Regions from separate parts of the Drosophila melanogaster genome. Here region 2 is linked to region 1. The links are chromatin contacts, called in public Hi-C maps. All regions are on one chromosome and are shown on one strand. Each heading gives the region's core, a stretch centred on a gene start, on an enhancer-like site or on the middle of the called end of the contact. The rest is flanking DNA. Distances are from core to core; before and after follow the strand shown.

Region 1 (3,656 bases), core at 939-3,438:
ACTCGTCATAGTCAAAAACAAAGATGGATCAACTTAACGCCATGGTTTAAAAAACTGCCTAAAACTGCAGTCAGCAAAGCTATTTGTCGTCGTGATTTTGGGAAACAGTTTTTTTCACGTTCTAGTAGAAGAGAAGTGCCCATAATACACATCATTTATAGCCAAAGAAGTTTTTAAAGATCTTTGCTAAGATATGATTCATATTTACAAGACAAGACAAGAACAGCGGAAATAAAGAACGCGCGAAAAATATTCCGCAAAGAAGTTGAGCAGAATTAAAGTAGAAAAGACGCAGAAAGGTATCTATAAATGTAGAAAGTCATAGCAGAAGTAGTTATAGAAATCCGTAATCTAAGGCCGTAACAGAAGACGTTATCCAGTAAACCAATGGTGACATTGCCAAGCTGCCTTTAAACCGTCTCTTACTTTTTACTACCATTCTGAGAACGTAAACTATCCATTGTTATTAAATACAATAAAAACATATATAATTATAAATTAACATATAGTATATAGGAGCCGGAGTCAAAATTCTGATGCCAATGAATTCGGCGCCGACTTGCGTACTATTCCTGCCTGCGCAAGTCTAAATATTAAAGTAAAATATTTCTTGCACTACTTTTTGACCTTCCTCATTTTGCTTGGTTTACTCACAATACATTCTCGTATAAGGCCTCTCAAATCACTCAACTTTACAGAAAGCTGACAAAAGTTGACGTCGGTACCAAATTTGACTTTCATGCGACAATTCATTAAATTCAAAATCTTTGTGCAAAGCACTTAATGTTAATAATTGTATATCCGAGAAATTAAACCCAATATATTTATAGCTTAATATCCCTTAACTTTTACTTCATCTTATTTGACAAAAATATATGTATTACTACATTACTAGTGATTATGTCCAAATGTTATAATTAGGGGTAGCAGTGCGCCGCAAATCAGAATTACCAATTCACTATATTTTAGTGCTTGAATACTATTGCTTCCATTTATATCATTCGTAGCAACACCTCGAGATTCCTCTAGCAAACAATAATCATGCTGATCGCTTTTCGTAAATCCCCCTTGGGTAAGCTCTGGTAAAACATGCACAGTTGCTACGTACAAAAATGTTCCAGCGGAGAATAGCATAGCTATACCAGTGGCATTCACGGAATTTAACGTGTCCTTCTGCTCCTGTCCGATCCCAAAATACGTTAAAATAGTCATAAGGGGAGCCGACAGGGAAAATAAGACTAGGTGTCTGCGAATTTGATGTCTGTCTACTTTTTCGTGCAGTAAGAATGTCACTAATCCAAATGCTGCTGGTGCCTTATGAAGCATTATAGCTAAAAATACAATTATCTCAACGTCTTGATGGCTAGTGGTGGCAGCTGCTCCCAATGCAACTCCATCAGCTGCAAAAGAACAACAATTTTTAAGATATGGTGGGTACACCAATATAAGCTTCTTTACCTGCGGCATGCACAACCAATCCAAGAGTTAGTGTGGCATTGTTTTTTTTATTACTTCCAACATTACTCTTCCGCTGAGAGATGTCCACCAACATCATGAAGACAAATCCAAGCACAAGAGAAAGTCCAATGGTCTGTGAGTAATCTGGTTGCTCCGGAACTGATGTCCGTTTTTGGGATTGGCCACTCCCCACATACAATGATCGAATGCCCTCCGGAATAATAACAACGAGAGCAGTTCCCACTAACAATCCAGCTCCCAGCACAGTGACACATTTTAGCTTTTCCTTTAATGACATTTATTAAGTAGAACAAATTAATGCACTAGTGGTGCTCCAAATACCTCACATTAAATTTTTTTTGTATTTAAAATGCCATTGTTTAGTACCGACCTCGCTTAATTTCATCAGCATCGGTATGCTCCCTGCCAAATAAGACCCCACAAGCATAACCAACACTAATAAAATGAGAATTATTGTCTCCTCAGCCATGATTGCCCAACTTAATTTTAATGAGCATAATACCATCAAAGCTACATGTTTTTGCCAACTCAATCGCTAGAGATGAGCCTTATTAACATTTTAACAACGCATATAGCAGCAACCAACTGTGGAACTTATACCATATTCTACAATAACACTTCAACCAAATTAACATCTCATACCACAACAGAACTATACAATTTGTTTTCTTCTCATCCCGTTAAAACTCGCGATCCTACAGACGTACGAAATTTTCCCAGACTGTGAACAATACCTTTAAGTTATTATATTTCATGTCTTACCCACTGGCTTATTATACAAACTTATTGAAAACGGTTTTAGATGGTCCGATACAAATGTATGATACCATTTTTAATTTATATATAATATATATAAAACATATATAATATAATATAATATAATATATATAATATAATATAAGATAATATATATAATATAATATATAATAATATATATAATATTATATAATATAATATAATATATATAATTTATATATAATATATATTTAGAAATAGTACCAAGCATTCTCAACCGACTTTTAACCGATTTTTTATTTGCTCTCATGTGAAATTTAAAAAAAAGAAAAAACCTTTAATGGTTTTAAGAATAATTGTTCGAATGGAGCTAGTGAACCAAATTTTCTTTAAGCTATTGTTTATCGGAAAATTTAACTTGTTCGCAAAACCTATAGTAGTTGCTCTACCTTTTACTGGTTATGATCGGTCACCAGTTAATTTTAATATTTTAAATAAATTCTGTAAATATATTAAAGTGTGCGGTATATAGTATTTTCCTGGTGTCACCGTGTGTTATCCTACAATAATTGCTCATTTGGCTTATCTATATATCGTCAGAAATCACATAACATAAAAAATTCTAGATCCTTATAATTTATTTATTTAATAAGTTATTTAGGGATACATCACTCTCTCGTACTACATGGAGGGTTGTATTCCGTATTATGATTGTATAGCGCAACGTGAGAATGTAATTTATCTCAGTGCACAACGTGTATTACACCATTTACATAAACAGTTTGGTAACCTAAGGTCATACTATTAACAGCACTGTTGATTTTGGTTTATTTATTGTCAAATAGGTAAAAAGTCTAAGCATATGGAATAAATCAGGCTTTATTAAATCGAATCTAGTCTAATTTCAAAGAAAGTCACATTTAATGTTTTTTTTTTTTTAAATCAACTAACTAAATTGTTTCTGTTTATTATGAAAGTTGTGTATACATATGTGCATTTTATATACATGCATGCGTACTTATTAATTTAAGATTTCTTGGGGATTGGTACTAATTGGTACTGTATATGTGAGTTTTAAACGTTTCATTATTTTGCTAATTTCCGATAAACTTATAAAATTAAATGAAAATAGAATAAGTCGTCCAAGGTTTTTAAGAATAGATGGATCACGAATATTTGCACCTTCATCTGGCGTTCAGAATTGGCAAAAACAGGATTCTTCCAACGTTGAGTGACGAATCGTAATCAAACAAATACATCCATATAATTTAATGAATATCTCGTTTTGTAACACTATTTTTTTATTAGTTACTACAATTTGCTCAGTGCGGAGTAAAGGTAATGCATCAATAAATAAACAATCGTTGTGTGATGTACAAGTGTTCATCGCAAAGTTTAAAACGAGCCAAGCCAAATCGCGTATGAAATAGTATAATAAATCT
Region 2 (3,194 bases), core at 197-2,696, 350 kb after region 1:
AACAATTAAATTCACAACTCTGTAATGGTATATAAATATACATATGCATATGTACACAAGTAAAATGAATTTGTCAACTCTGGGCAGGCAGACATTGACGGAAGCACCCTATTTTATGTCTCCCTTTCCTAATTTCGCACTTGCAATTATGCTCAAATAAACTTAGAATTTAAAATGTATTTACACAACCTGTATATATGCAAGTATTGGCAAAAAGACTAATGCGATAGATATATACATGTATATACATTTGTATGAATACATTTTCAGTACTCTAGTGCATATGTAGAGAAGTCATTGTACAATACTTAGTATATTCGCGTGTCTTGTACCCTATGTGTAGAAATACAAGCGAAAAGCTGAGAACGTCACAAAATGGAGATCTAACTAAAACCTACCAAACAGAAATTAGAAATTAATATCTATTGCCAGAATATGCGTTTATAGTAAAATTGAACACTTGTGTATACGCTAATAGTTCACCGAATATTTGCAACAATTTTTGCCTTTACTGAACGAGAAGTTGATTTTCTCTATATATGTAAATATATGTGCATTTTTGTGTGTATGCATGTCAAGCCACTTTGACGAGTTCACAAAGTGTGTATGTGTTGTAAAACATACACACATTCGACAATCAATTATAGTTTTTCATATTTCACAAAATAAACTGGGATTAATAACAATCTTGAATGCGAAAACTGATTAGACTCAACAATAATTATAATTCGATGTAATTGAATATAAATTTCTGCGCACGTTCGACGATGGGGACGGCAGTTACTAGTGTATTAAATAAACCCATACAGATATTCCTGCTTGCAATATTGCCACCTAGTCAAAATTTAAAGACGGAATGGAAAGGTATGTGGAGTATAGACTAATGCAAATATGCAAAATGCTTACTTTATTTTTAATTACACTATTACTAAATTTTAACTGTTGGTGTGGAAAACCTCAAAGCAAATGCGACACATTTAAATTCCCTATTGCTTTGTCATTATGTAAAAGATTTAAAGCGTGGCAACTCTTGACTGGAACATATGTACATATAGACTTTTCCAATGCACGATACACAAGCGAACAGAATTTATTCTGCACTGATACACACATGCGTATGTCCGAAACTAAACGCTTGGGTTTTTGCGACCATTTAGGTTATGCACACTTAGGTTATGTCAGAAAGTTTCGCTTTTAATCGTACTGAGTACGTCTTCAACCATACATTAAAATTATTCTACTTCAATTTAGCTGCATTACTCCGTACATTCTATCCGTGGTGGGCTGTTGGCAATCTTTTCGTTTTAATGACAAAGCGCTTGTTTTCGAAAGATTACGCACACAAAAACATTCACTACTCGTGCTAATTCATTTTAACACACGCAATTTAAATAAAAAGTAACTATACGATGCTCTCACTCGCACTTCGCCTGGATCACGACAGACTCTTCTAGGTAGATGTCCGATATTTTCTTAAACTAATCGATATTAATCAATCTTAGGTAATACCCAGTTTACACAACTGCCTAAAATAAGTGCTGTGACCCGTTCACATCGAAGAGGTCAGATAGAGGGTACACAACAGAAGGATTAATTGATTAAAATAAATTAGCTGATATAATTTAAATTAATTCAAAACAGAGCTGTTTCAAACAAGTTCCAACTCATATAACTCTCGACCATTTCTAACAATTCAAATGAAATTTAAGGGATTAAAACAATACAGTGAGATAACATATGCATTAATAAATTTTAAAGCTTGAATGCCTTATTGAAGTGAGAATTGAAACAGGTTTGGGCAATCCATTAAATTCATAACTTATTTTATTAAGTCTATGTTAAAAAAGAATCCTTAATAATGTAATGTATAAAGTTTGGACTTACGACCGATTAATATTAATGTGTATGTTTTGGTGTTTTGCCTTGAAATCAAATGAAATTATGTTCTAAAATATCGGCTCTCCTTCGACTATCTATGAGATTTAAATAGGTTTTACCAATTGCTAAGAAAATCGAAACCCTTAGGCATTTTTAGTTCAGGGGATAACAGTTTTGTATTTTCGTCTTGACGTGCATCTTTAAATTCGTTTTCATAATCAGACAAGTCGTTTAACACACTGTTTTTCGATCCACATTTAACGAGCAGTTGCATTTTCTCATTAGATTCAATACATTCATCAATATAAACAGTTTGGGTTTTTGAGAAGTTTTCATGAATGGAAATCTTTCTTTCCGTTGTGTTAACGCCGGTTTTATCATTAGAATTAAGGTGGAGAATTGGTATTTTTTTATTGGTTGAATCTTTTGTCTTCAATTTTAAATGAATGGCCTTTTTTACGCCTAATGGAGTTTCAACAAGACAGATATCATCAAATTCTTTTAATACTATGTTAATTTGTGATTTGGTTCGATAAGAAAATGGAAACGAATGTTCATCTTGAAAATCTCCGGTGTTTTCATCGCGTAATATTTTTAAACCAACGTTTTGATAATTATATGTGTGTAAATCTTGGCCGTTATATAAATATACAATGTCTCTGAAACAAAATTTACGGTAATCATTTTTACTAACTTCAGTATTTTCGTACGGATCCTGTGCCGCATAGTTTTCTTTAGTCTTATGACAGTACTTAGAAAATATAACAGGATCTATTAATTGGTTATTCAATATTTTTTCCTGTTCGTTTAAAGTCAATTTAAGCCAAGCGTCTTGGTTGTATGTAGATTTAACTTTATTGAGATCGCAGGTAATTTTTTCGGAAATTGAATTAAGACGTGAGAAGTATGACTGAGCCTCATCGTGTGTTGTCATTTTTGATCTGAAAATAAATATGGTTTGCTGTATTAAATGGTTAGCGGAACGTTAGATTCTATCATAAAATCGAATAATTATATTAACCTGAATTCTTGAAAAAGTATTTATAATTCTTTTATACTCTTCACTCGTAAAGTAAGGGGGTTATTAAAAATTAAAAAAGAACATAACAGGTGAACAAAAAGGTTTCCGAGACTAGTTAATGAACTTCGGGATTTGGACACTATATGATGTCCAAACCGAAAACAAATGCAATAAAAAAGAAATATATAACCTTAGAATCAAATTAGCCCACCTCTCCTTTATTTACATTACTAATTTTTGGTAGCCAGAGGAGTGCTTCCCGACATTACAACATTCATAGGGGCAGACGGAAGTA

Evidence for each region. A called contact is a pair of places that touch in the nucleus more often than the background predicts.
Region 2: a contact with region 1 is called in a Hi-C map of the Kc167 cell line, with 3 times the contacts expected there. The contact joins the promoter of gw here to the promoter of Zip102B in region 1. A contact is called at or near these places in 11 of 107 Hi-C or Micro-C datasets (the Clone 8 cell line, the Kc167 cell line, the OSC cell line and 4 more).

What each region holds. Positions count from the first base shown.
Region 1 is chr4:311,899-315,554 of dm6, forward strand. It overlaps Zip102B (Zinc/iron regulated transporter-related protein 102B), which reads right to left and starts at 2,189. Exons shown (of 3, transcript NM_001297784.1): 1 at 1,850-2,189; 2 at 1,459-1,744; 3 at 1-1,400. The coding sequence starts at 1,948. The coding sequence ends at 892. It overlaps Rnf11 (Ring finger protein 11), which reads left to right and starts at 3,025. Exons shown (of 4, transcript NM_001272124.1): 1 at 3,025-3,059.
Region 2 is chr4:659,162-662,355 of dm6, forward strand. gw (gawky) reads right to left here and starts at 1,447. Exons shown (of 10, transcript NM_001014691.3): 1 at 1,268-1,447. It overlaps CG46466, which reads right to left. Exons shown (of 2, transcript NM_001382171.1): 2 at 1,848-2,819. The coding sequence starts at 2,812. The coding sequence ends at 1,994.